2 separate regions of the Mus musculus genome follow, and region 1 is linked to region 2. A link is a contact called in public Hi-C data. All regions are on one chromosome and are shown on one strand. Each heading gives the region's core, a stretch centred on a gene start, on an enhancer-like site or on the middle of the called end of the contact. The rest is flanking DNA. Distances are from core to core; before and after follow the strand shown.

The links. Hi-C and Micro-C count contacts between places; a contact is called where the count stands out from the background.
Region 1: a Hi-C map of uterus shows a contact between it and region 2, with 3 times the contacts expected there. The contact joins two enhancer-like sites. A contact is called at or near these places in 7 of 484 Hi-C or Micro-C datasets (the C3H10T1/2 cell line, myocytes, tail fibroblasts and 2 more) and 2 of 115 datasets of contacts at active chromatin or transcription factors (both in embryonic stem cells).

What each region holds. Positions count from the first base shown.
Region 1 is chr6:137,095,305-137,101,257 of GRCm38.p6, forward strand. All of the region lies in intron 2 of Rerg (RAS-like, estrogen-regulated, growth-inhibitor), which reads right to left. Among named protein-coding and RNA genes, the nearest start is that of Gm52923, 14 kb to the right of the region's middle. Within about 2 kb of position 3,372, at least 17 of the 459 cell types and tissues checked have an H3K27ac peak or open chromatin away from gene starts, as enhancers often do. A contact at or near this core is called in uterus, where this site is marked.
Region 2 is chr6:136,986,758-136,993,056 of GRCm38.p6, forward strand. Gm30055 (a long non-coding RNA gene) reads left to right here. Exons shown (of 3, transcript XR_378077.3): 3 at 1-641. Among named protein-coding and RNA genes, the nearest start is that of Gm30055, 9.1 kb to the left of the region's middle. Within about 2 kb of position 3,259, at least 30 of the 459 cell types and tissues checked have an H3K27ac peak or open chromatin away from gene starts, as enhancers often do. A contact at or near this core is called in uterus, where this site is marked.

The sequences.
Region 1 (5,953 bases), core at 2,122-4,621, 110 kb after region 2:
AACTTGTTTTCAGAAAAAAATATATAATGTTCTCTCACAAAAATGTGTACCTTTACAAGCCAAGAGATGGAAAACCACAGAACAATCTTTAGTCAATTTGGGTTGAAACAATTTAAATAACGACAGAGGAAGTGGGACTATTTTTAACCACTGTAATTCTGCAAACTTATTTTTAAAAAGAGTGATGACATACATTAAGTCCCTTTTATACTAATAAATGTCAAGAAAATCTGAAATTTTGGTTTAAGAGACATTCTGAGAAAGACGATGGGTCAGGGGGTAAAGGAACTTGCTCCCAAGGCTAATGAACTGAGTTTCCTCACAGGCTCCACATAATGGAAGGAGAGAACTGGTGTCTAAGGGTGGCCTTCCGACCTTGTGTGCTGTGGCATACACACATGCACACATACAAAATAAAGAAGTGTGAAGTAAAATAACATACAGGCAACACATATATATATATATATATATGAGGCTGTTCACCAGTCCAAAATGAAGCAGAAAACAGTAAAGATTGACATGCAAAAGGCGGCAGGGGTGGGATATAAGATTGATTGACACTCTACCTGAGCCTCTTCCAGCCATGATAAAACTGCCTGGAATATCCCCTTATCTCAGGAACCTGGGAGAGTTGAAAATCAAAACATCACTGGGAACTTCACTCCATCCCTTCTCTCCCTTCTTGCTCTCTTGGAGCCTGGCCACAGCTGAGGAGGTGGGACACATCTCCACTTCCCTCCGCACCTCCTCCTTAATGAACTACACTGGGGGGGGGGGGTGTTCGGGTGCTCTGATCGGGAATCTCTTTGTGAACCCAAAAGGTCCTGTTCCCCAATTGATGCTTGATCGATCATTAAAGATGCTAGCGGACAAGGAGTTGGGCGGAAGAGGCTGAACTTCCAGCCTCGCCCCCCCCCAACCCCCGCCGCCCCCAGGAGGCAGGCTAACAGACACAGGAGGGAGAGCCAACAGCCATGTGAGAACTCAGGTGGAGCGGCCATTGGCCTCTTCCCTGACGGGACCTGGGGTAGCAGGCAGGAGATTAGAAGAGCAACAAAGCTGAAGGCAGATTTAGGGTGCTGAGCTGGGACTAAAGGTAACTGATCAATCAAAGTTGAGGGCAGAGTTAGAAGTACTGAGCTGGGAGTGAAAAGAAGGGTGTGGCAGCCAGGGGAGGCTTCCCGGCCATTGAGCTAAAGCATATAAAAAATAAGCTTGTGTGCCCGTGTGTGTGCCCGTGCCCGTGTGTGCCCGTGTGTGTGTGTGTGTGTGCCCGTGTGTGTGTGTGTGTGTGTGTGCCCGTGTATGTGTGTGCCCGTGTGTGTGCCCATGTGTATGTGTGTGCCCGTGTGTGTGCCCGTGTGTGTGTGTGCGTGTTGTGTGTGTTGTGTGTGTGTGTGTCCGTGTGTGTGTGTGTGTGCGCGTGTGTGGATGTGTGTGTGTGTGTGTTGTGTGTTTCATCCTCAGATCTGAGGGAACCTGGGTGGGGCTGGTAGTGCAGTCTGCCCAGAGCCTCAAGCGGGGTAGTAGGAACTACACACTACACTATACCCTTTCCTGCCATCGTTCATGCATCGGTACAATTCTAGTGTCCTGAAGAGGCACTAGAACTAGGAAACTGCTGTGTCTGCTTTCTAGATTCATATCTGTACCCAAAACCAAAGAAAGGAAGGAAGACAAGAAGGGAGGAAAGAAGGAAGGAAGGAAGGAAGGAAGGAAGGAAGGAAGGAAGGAAGGAAGGAAGGAAGGAAGGAAGGAAGAGAAAGAGGAGCAACATTTGGTTTGGTGGCACTCACCACTGAGCAAGACTATTACTCCAGGCAGATGAACGACATCTGAGATCCAAGTGCCTCCAAAACAAGCCCATATGAGTCCATGACTTACTATGCCGCTTAAGAAAGAGAGGCCGCGGAGCTGCTGTCCACTTGGGAGAAATGGGTGCTCACTAAAGCTAATGCTCTGACCAGTTCTGTGAGGTCCAAAGCCACAGGGATTGGACAGCGCACCCCGTGAGGCCTGATGACTGACAGCCATCGGCATGAATGAGCTAGATGCTGCAGCTCCTGTGTTAGCTGTCTATCGAGCAGAGATTCGGAACACCAGCTCTTCGTACAGTGGTTCATTAGCAATCTTCATCTATTTCGGTTTTATTAAGATAGGGCCTCATTCTGAAACCCAGGCTATCCTTCATCATACTCTATGGTTCAGGCTGGCCTTGAACTTCTGACCGCCAAGTGCTGGAATTATGTGCACTGCAATGATTACTGTTTAATTGGTAATGCTAGTCTCAATAATGACTGTGATAGGGGCAATGAGCTACATCCCCAGGGCATTTTCAGAGTCTTTTAAGTTATTTATTTCTATAATTTATCTTCAGACAGCGTCTTGCTATGTAGCTGCCCAGCCCCAAACTCACAATCCTCCTTCCTCTGCTTCCAATTCGATAGCACCCCAAAGCCGGATTAATAAATATTATCTAATAAAATACTTGTAAAAGAGAGTGTGCATGCAAATGTATATTAATGCCATCTGAGAGAGGCCTGCAGACCTCCACCATGCCCTTTTGGTGCCCGTGTCAGGCATTATTAGTCGATCATGGAAACCTTTCCTCTGAGTTTTTCTGACGGCCTTAGGGACATTGCATGTTCTCCCTCTCTCGGAGTAAACGGAGGACTCTGAATCCCAGTCTGGAAATTCCTCATCCAAGAAGTCACAGGTACGAGGCAGGAAGGTCAGACGTAAAATCCAGTCAGGCTGTGTGTGACCTATGTGATAAGGATCTGGTAAGCTATGCTTACTACTGTCACACAAACAAATCCTGGTTGAATAGGGACCAAAGACGTTGAACAAGCTCTGGCAGGGATTGTGGGGAGAGATTGGTCATGGATGGAGATAAGGGGCCCCGCTGAGGTAAGGGTTTGACATTACTAAGTAGCTTCTATTGTTAGCATTCTGATTATAACATTCCTAATTTGAGACAGGAAATTCATAAATGCAATGCTCTCATTGGATTTTTAAAAATCAGACAATGCAGCTGTACAGATAGGTAAATTAGATCAGCCCATTAAATTCTGTAGCAGCGTTCATTCCAAGGAAGTAGTCTGAGCCGTTGGCGACATCCCAGATCAGTCCTCGATCTGGTACGACGGGCTTCATCTCCCTCCTTCTACACTGTCAACATTTCCTATGAAAATCACTTCATCTCACAGTGGAAAACTAACTTTAAAAATAAAATGAAGAGAAAACAAAACATAATCTCTGGAAGGCAATAAGAACCACATGCCTCTTAAATGAAAAACATTCTCTTTCTCCTTTGTTCCTCATAAGCAGTTTGCCAGAGATGCAGCCCGCAGCTTTGAGCCATTTACAAAAACATAACGAAGGCTGATGCTTGCACGCAACGGCTAAATTGCGCCCACAGTGACCAGGAGGCCACTCTAAGGCCTCCACTTCGGTTGACTTTACCGTAGACGCTCCTCCCTGACCACAAACCAGTGATGTTTGTGGTAAGCCATCTTGTCACAGAAACTTCTAGGCTCCTGAGAAGGGAAGAAGATTAAGGAGAGAGAGCTACATGGTAGCAAGAGTCACAAATACTACAGAGAAAACAAATGCCCCTAAATTGAGGGGTGTCAGCTAAGCCTTCCATCTATCCACCAGAGGGCACCACCAGAATGCACGAAGCTTTCTGAAGAGGTGTTGAAAGCCCTCCCCACCTTGCAAAGAAAGCAAGTTCGGTGCCATCAGAATGCCCCCACCCCATTATGCCGGTCTGTCCTGTAGAAGTCAGGTAAGATGTGTATTCCTTTTATAGGAGATTGATGAACTGTCTGCTACCCTTATTGCTAAGGTCCTCTCTAATTGCCAAAATCGTTTGATTGTAAAAGCTGTGCTTTGACAATAAATGCCAAGTGTGTCCTCTGTACAAAGTTCTGACTTGTCCCACAACAGTTTAAATGAACAATAAATAGCGTCTCCTTGTCTGCACTCTGCAGATTAATAAAGGTCTTCAGAGATAATTACAAAATACATGCAACCACTGTGGAATTATAAAACACAGAAGACACGGCCTGGTTTGTCCTGCACTGTTAAATTCCACTGCTCTTCACGGCAAGAAGGGTGGCTACTGTCCTTTTGGCAACCAAAGAGATCCTTTAGCCTCATCTTTGGCTTTTGTTAAAAGACAGAGAGACGACCTAATCTTTATAAACAAAAGAAAACAGGAAGGTTCTGGTGGGAAAAAAAAACCACACCAAATTTCACAAGGACAAAGCAGAGAATGATAGTCCCTTGGATGGAAAGCGCAGAGGCCAGGCAACTAGAGAAGGCAGACAGGGAAGCAGAGACGATTAGCCAAGGTGCAACGATGTTGAGGTTATATTACTAAGAAGCCTAACCTTCAGCACCTCTGCCTGCCCCAGGGTGACTCACGTGCTTCTAAATGTATCGGTGTGCCTGCTTCGGATACTGTCTGTTATTTCTGCTCCCTCTTCCAAGGCATGTAGGCTGTCTCTGAAGTTACTGTGCACAGTGCTCTCTCCCCTCCAAACTCAAAAGCCCAGAGAAAGTTCAGGTGGAAAGCTCCTGCTCTGGACAGCGTAGGCACCTCACAATGGAGGAATTATTACTTTATGCTCCTTGATCTAGGTCAGATACAGGCGAGAGACTGCTAGAAGGACAGAGGCCGTGTGTGACACTGTGCCCTTCTGTGATACTGTGGCCAAGTTATCATATCAGCCTGTCTTAGAAAAGGTATAATGACTTGAACTGGGGAAGCCAAATCCAGGTGGGGCTCCTGCCTCATGGTTCCCTGTTACTTGGAATAGACATCTGCCAAAATCAAACCTTTTTTTTAAATTGACTTTGTATATAGTATTTGAAGTTTAACAGAGCTGTTTTTGATTAGAACCAGAGCCAGCCTGCATGTTTTTAGGTATTAAAGCCTAATGCAATTATATTATTATCTTTAAAAAAGATTCTTTTATTGGTATAACTTTTCTTTGAAAATACATTGCTTTTTAATGACTAAAGTTTCTGCTGTTACTTAGGGAAAAAAAATGCTTCCCCCAGCCGCCCCTCTGCAAGTGAATAAATACAGGAAAGAACTTGCTCACTGGCGTGGACTCAGCCTCTTTGTAAGTCCTAATATTTACAGTGTAGGAGGAAGGCACTTCAGTGAGTCATGGGTTTACACTTAGCAGATGGATTAAGAATAAAAATTAACAGCACAGTTTCCCTTAAGTAATAAGGAAAATGTGACTTGTCACACATTGACTTTCTGGGTCAGTGCTTTTCCAGTCACTCTGCAGCCTCAGGGTCACCCAGGGATTCCATAAAGAAAGGAGGGGGCACTGTGATTGGCGTTCATCTTGAATTTTAAAATGATCTACCGTTTCTACACAACACTACCAACCACTGTGAAGGCCATGGCTCTGGAAGGGAGAGCGTAGGAGCCCAGAGTGCGAGCCTTGTTCATTTCAAATGAATGATCTTTCATTAAATTTCCCTTGCAACAGGACTGGAGATGCGTGCTTTGTTCATAAAAGAAATTCTCTATCCTGATCTTTAGATGTGAGTTTAAAAAGCAAGAGAGACTCTAAGGTTTACAAATGAAAGAGGAACAATACCATTCAGAAAAATGCTAGCAAGTTCTAGGCGGATCTAGTAAAAACCGGTCCCTGGGAAATTCGGAATTAAAGAATAATTGTAATTTATAAAAAAAGAAGAGATCCAAAGTTTGATGTTTTGTTTGCCCCGCACCTAGATAAGGCATCTGGAATAAATACATCCACCAAAGGCAAATTATTTGAGTCTATACACTCCACTATACATTACACACTCCACAACTCTACATTACATTCCTTGGGAATTTTTCAAGATGGAGAGTTTTGCAGGTTGAACAGTGTCCTCCACAGTGACCCCCGAAGTCTTTACCCCCACTCTTTTCTCCTCA
Region 2 (6,299 bases), core at 2,009-4,508:
AAGCCCAGCTCATCAGTATGGGTTTTAAAGGACCAACCAGTTCTCAGATTCTTCACTGAAAGCATCCTTCTGACCTCATTCTCCTGTTGCCTTAGCAACTGTGAGTGATGATTGGCAGAGCACGTGTCTGGGGCCCTGGTACTCCCATTGGTGAGTTCCTGAGGAAAGCGGGTGCTGCCGCAGGCCCCGTGAAACCCAGTGAGACTGCATTCGTGGGCTGCCTACCAGGCTGGACAGTTCCTCGTGATCCAGACCTGTCAGCTTATCTGTGAACGATCTAAGCTTGTGCCTGGAGTGTGTGTGAATTCTGATTGGATGAGGTGGGGTGGAGCTAGAAGGAGGAGTCGGCAGCGAGTAGTGAGAAGAGTTTAGCCCTTGCTGCAAGATGGATGGAGTAGTAGAAGCTGCTGTTGTAAGTGGTAGAAGCTAGCTGTTGTAAAAGAAGCCAATAGTAGTGAAGAGAGTTTTTTAGCCCTTGCCCTAGGTAGAAGCCAGAAGTAGTGAATAAGAGTAGCTTTAGCTCTTGCTGTGAGTAGTGGTAGAGTAGTGAGTAGTTTAGCCCTTGCCCTAAGAAGAAGCTGCTGGGGAAGAGAGCTGTAAAAGAAAAAGCCTGAAGTAAAGGCATTGCTGCATGAACCCAACTTGGTGTCTGTGTCATTCTTGTCGCCACTGGCCAGGAGTGGAGATGACAACGACAAGTTCCAAAGTCAGCATTACCATTTGATGGCTATAGAATGGTGGTATAGTATTAGCTGACACCTTCTAACCTATGTAGGAAAGAGGATCTTTTACTATTTCCTTCTAGCCGCTGGCTTAGTGCATAACACTTCTTTGGTTGTTAGCAGATATTGTCCAGTAAATGCATTGATAACTCTGGGTTCACCAAACACATACTGGACTTTGCCTTCCGTGCCTACGTTTACCCAGAGGAGTGTCTATCCGCTGAGAGTGACAACATATCCACAAATGAACAGATGGTGGCTGTCATGTTGGTATTGTTGTGGGTGAGGGTGACAAGCTCCTGTGGACAAATAGTGTTTGCAATGATCTAGAGGAGTAAAGAGAGACACTCTGTCCAGGCCCTAACATAACTGTGTTTTGCTGAGTTTCTTTTGGTTGGTTATTTTGTTGTTTGGTACAAAGCCCGGTCATACCAGCTTAACACACAGCAAAGTTAAACATTTTTGAATGTTACTTGAGAATCAGAGCATCACAGACAGTTTCAGGCCTTGATGGAGCCTAAAGCCTACCAACCTTGTGTGGGTCTTTCGTGACACAATCCCACCAGCCTTTTTATTCCCGTTCCCCACCCCCTGCCTACTATTTGCACACAGGCTCTCTTTATTTGAAGAGAAGGCAGGAAGACCAAGATAGGACTGTAAATGAATGGTTCCCACAGCTCATCGACACAGAACCAGCAGCTCTTTGAAACATTTGGAAAGGCAAATATTCTTGGGCCCTAACCTAGACCCAAAATAAGATGCTCGAACAGTGGGGCCAACATTCTCTGTGTAAGCAAACCCTCCAAATGATTGAAGTGTGTTACAGAACTTAGAGTCTGTGATTACTAACAGGAAACTGAGGTCTGAGCTGAATGGTCATCCTCCAGCAACATTCCCAGTGAAGAGGTAGACATGCATGGTAGGTGACACCAAATGTGAGGACTTTGCTTGGAACTCCTCTGAGATACAAGCCACTCACTTGCAATCACCCTAATTAGTCCACCTCAATTATACCCCCTTTTCTTATTAAAAAGGACAAAGTTGCACAAATTATGATACTCTCTGATAAATTCTACCTCCAGACAGAGAAGAAGGCACGGGGATCTGCACTGATCAGAGGAGACCATTCCCACCCTAGCTCAGAAGTCCCCAAGAGCATGGCGACTTTGACACTGTTTTCTTTCACTCCTTAGCACCAGGCCACCAGGCTCTTCCCTTTCTGAGGTTAGTAGGGAAGCTGATGAGTAGGGACTTCTTGGTGGTCAGTTAAAGGAAGGAAGTGAATGCTAGAAGTCTCCTCCGAAGCCAATCGTGGATGAGAACAAGAGCCACAGACCCAAGGAGGAAGAAAACAGTCCAAATTCCTTGTATTCTGAGAATAGAGGGGCCCCAGAGACTGCAAAGAGTCCTCAGGGACCCCAGCTCTCTCATACTTGTAATTACTTGTCCAGGTCACTACAGAACGCTAGGCCCCGCCTTTTCCATCATCTCAGATATTAATTATCTTCGTTCCTTTTTGGGCCTTTAGGGTTTTTTGTTTGTTTGTTTTATGTATGTGAATACACTGCAGCTGTCTTCAGACACACCCGAAGAGAGTATCAGATCCCATTACAGATGGCTGTGAGCCACCTTTGGGTACTGGGAATTGAACTCAGGACCTCAGGAAGAGCAGTGCTCTTAATTGCTGAGCCATCTCTCCAGCCCAGGCCTTTTGTCTTAAAAAAAAAAAAAAAACTAACTCCCTTCTTCCAGCAGAATTGTGCCTATCGGAGTCATACAACGACTGTCCTCTCTCTCTCTCTCTCCTCTCTCTCTCTCTCTCTCTCATATCTCTTTCTCCCCCCTCTCTCTCATATCTCTCTCTCATCTCTCTCTCTCTCCTCTCTCTCTCCTCTCTCTCTCTCCTCTCTCCTCTCTCTCTCTCTCCTCTCTCCCTCCCTCTCTCTCTCTCTCTCTCTCTCTCTCTCTCTCTCTCTCTCTCTCTCTCTCTCTCTCTCTCCCTCTGTTTTTCGAGACAGGGTTTCTCGTATAGCCCTGGCTGTCCTGGAACTTACTATGTAGACCAGGCTGGCCTTGAACTCAGAAATCCACCTGCCTCTGCCTCCCAAGTGCTGGGATTAAAGGCATGCACCACCACTGCCCAGGCTGTCACATCTCTTGACATAGCAGTTCAGCCATTCCAGGGTGGCCATGGGAGACGGCAAGATCTTAAATAATGGTTTGAATAAAATACTCCCAGTAATTATTCTAAAGATAGTAATGTCATGATCGCAAATGTTTATTGGTCTCCTATGACAGGCTAGGGCCTGCTGTAAACACTTCAACTATGTTAAGTCATTTAGTTTTGCAGCTATTATTTATTTTATAAGGAACAACTGCTACCACTTGCTCAACTAAAGAAGATCCCTTTTTTTTTTTAAGTTAAATCCACAATGTTCTGTCCTCCCAGCAGGTTATCAGTCCTGGAGATAAGGCCACGCCTCCAAATCTCCGCCAAAACAGAAGTTGTTTGTCCCTCCCTTTTTGTGGGAGGGGCATGGAGCAGTGTTTGTGGGCGTTTCCTTGTATGGAAATGAGATCGACACACAATGCTGCTCTCTATTGAACCCACATGGTGGAAAACAATTTCTTCTTGAGGTACACTTTCACCTACTGGCCCTGTACTACCGTCCCACTCCTCTCTAAAATTCCTTAAACCCTCTATTGTGTGTCGCCTCTTTGACCCCCAAGCCCCCAACCCTCGAAACTATGCGCTTCTCTGATTCCCGGAAGCTGTGCATCCCTTGTCTGACACCCAGGAAGCCGTGTATCCCTTCTCTGATCCCCGGAAGCTGTGCATACTGACCTCCACACACTACATCTGAATCTCACTTGTTGAGGTTACTTTTGAATTTGTCCTGGTCTTTAAGGTCTGGTCAGAATGTTCTATTATATTTGTAATTCTGCTTGCTGATTAGCTGATGAGCTTAAAGATTCTAATCTGAGCAGAAAGTCTGACATCATTTTATAGGAATCAGTTTATAAACTTTATTTAAGACGTGGCAGACACATAAATTTAGCAGCCACAGAGTCACGAGAGTGCATTACAAAGAAGCTATTAGCTCTCTCTGAGAGATAATATTTATAAATGGTATATAATTACGATCCCAAGCCTCAGGACTTCCAAAGACAGAAGCAATAAAGTTAATGAAGTAACGAATTTCCTGTTTGATCTCCGGGGAGGAAGGGTTCTCAGGGAAACCTGGAGCAGGAAGGAAGATTAAGAAAGCAATAAGGTGAGGCTCCTTCACAGCGTGGGTATGTTCCAGACTGTTCTATGAGAACAGAGAGTGTCGCCAGAGGGGAAGAATGTAGCCCCCAAGGAGGGGGGATTTTGAAAAGCATTTTCCAACCTGATAAAAACGTTCTCGTGGGAACGTCTTCTCCACAGATGTTTTCCCAAAAGATGCTTTCTCTCATTTTTTCCCAGATAACTGGATATTTAAAAATTAATAATAACAACTCCTACCAACTAGATAATACGTAGCCTTTATCCTTGACTTGGAAACTTGGGTCAGGAAGCTTTACCGAGCAGTTGCTGTGAGCAACATATTTTATTTGGTACTTTTGAGAGATAGCCAGATGGATAACTTTCTCCTTATCCTGAAAAGGCATAAGGCCAGGATGAAAGGGAAGACACATTCTAAAGGAATTATGAATATCAGTTATTGCTGCATCAGGCGTTGTTCTTCCTGCTTTTGATACAGAAACTTATTTTTGTTGCCATGGCTACCCTGCAAGAAGCCATGGTTTTCATTTTATGGGAAAGGAAACTAAAGTCGGGTGGCTTTACATAGCATCTTTGATGCCACATAGCTATAAACAAACAGTAAATTGTATCTGCAGGAGCTGAACCGTTTGCCTTAACGTCACAGAGCGAGTCCACCATCTGAGAGTCTGGGCTGGAGTTAGTCGAAGGCCCCAGATTGTCAACACAGGCTCTCTTTCTTGTGAAACTATAGTCTTTTGGGGTTGTTGCTCCCTGTTTCCGTTCTTTTATGAGACCAGGAGTTGAAGTTCCATGCAAGACGTAACACTTGCTGACTCAAAGAAAGCAATCAACTTGAAGCCTAGTGTTGTTTTCCTACAGAGCACTGAAAATACCCATTGAAAAGTTTTATGAAATCAAATGAAGAGTCGTTTGTACAGATAATAGTGTTTTGAAGGGCTTTTCTGGCCAGAGCCAGGGCAAACATGCAGCTTTGATCGACTTTATAAGGCTTCTGTGTGAAGGGTTTTTGGGTTTTGTTTTCTTCACTTCTTCACTTTTTGTACCAATGAGGTTGTGCCTCAGGCCGCACACATGCTGGACCAGCACGTTACCCCTGAGCCAAATCCACACCCAGATCCTGTGTTACTTCCAGTTTGAACTAGTATGTCAGAGAACTGTCTAGGTTGACTTTGACATTGTGATCCTCCTGCCTCAGCTTCTCAAGTAGCTCGGATAATGGGCCCGAGGCTCATTCTTTTAATGAGTGCTCCCTTGTCTACAATGCAGGCTTCACTTTAACAGATATCGACTCCAGGAATATTGACTTACATGCACAAAATGTCTAAAGCATCGTAATAGAAACTCGTGAGCTAGAGAGATGGCTCAGCAGTTAAGAGCACTGACTGCTTGCTCTCCCAGAGGTCCTGAGTTCAATTCCCAGCAACCATATGGTGGCTCACAACCGTCAGTAATGGGAACTGATGCCCTCTTCTGGTGTGTCTGAAGACAGCTACAGTGTACTCACAAACATAAAATAAATAAATAGATAAATCTTTTTTTTTTTTTACAAAAAGAGAAACTCCTGAGATAATTTATAAAGCATCTTATAAGCGTGTTACATGACCAGTAGAGACAAGCAGAGCAGAGGCCAGTTAACCTGGCCCTGCAAAGAATGTAAAACAGAAAAAGCACAGAGCCTCTCGCCAATGCTTTCCGCCCTGCTCTCTCTACTGCGCGCTTTCTCCTCAGATGCTGGGCCAGCACTCCTGTCCCCCTCCCTGCGCCCCGCCCCCTCCCCCAGACACTTGCAGTATCTCACTCTGGTACTTTTCTTGGAACCTATTGAAATTTCCCTCTTTAAACCCAATGCATTTTTGAGTGTTCAGTGGGAGAGCACGTGAGCCGTCTGTGACCGTGGATGTATTCATTTCCCTAGAAGCCAGTAACAGCACCACATGTTGAGTGGTCAGAAGCAAAAGAACTCTGTGAGTTCCCTGGAAATGCAGGAAGCTAAAAGCCCAGCATCAATGAGATGGCAGGGCTGTGCTTCGCCAGAGAGCTCCAGAGGAAGGCTCTGGTGGCTTCTGGCAAACCTTGGCATCTGTGCTTTCAACAGCAGTGACTGTCACAGTTGTCACATAGCATCATCAGCTAGGACTCCTTTTTGCCTAAATATCTGTCTTAGTTGGGGTTTTACTGCTGTGAACAGGCACCATGACCAAGGCAAGTCTTATAAGGATAACATTTAACTGGGGCTGGCTTACAGGTTCAGAGGTTCAGTCCATTATCATCAAGGTGGGACCATGGCAGCATCCAGGCAGGCATGG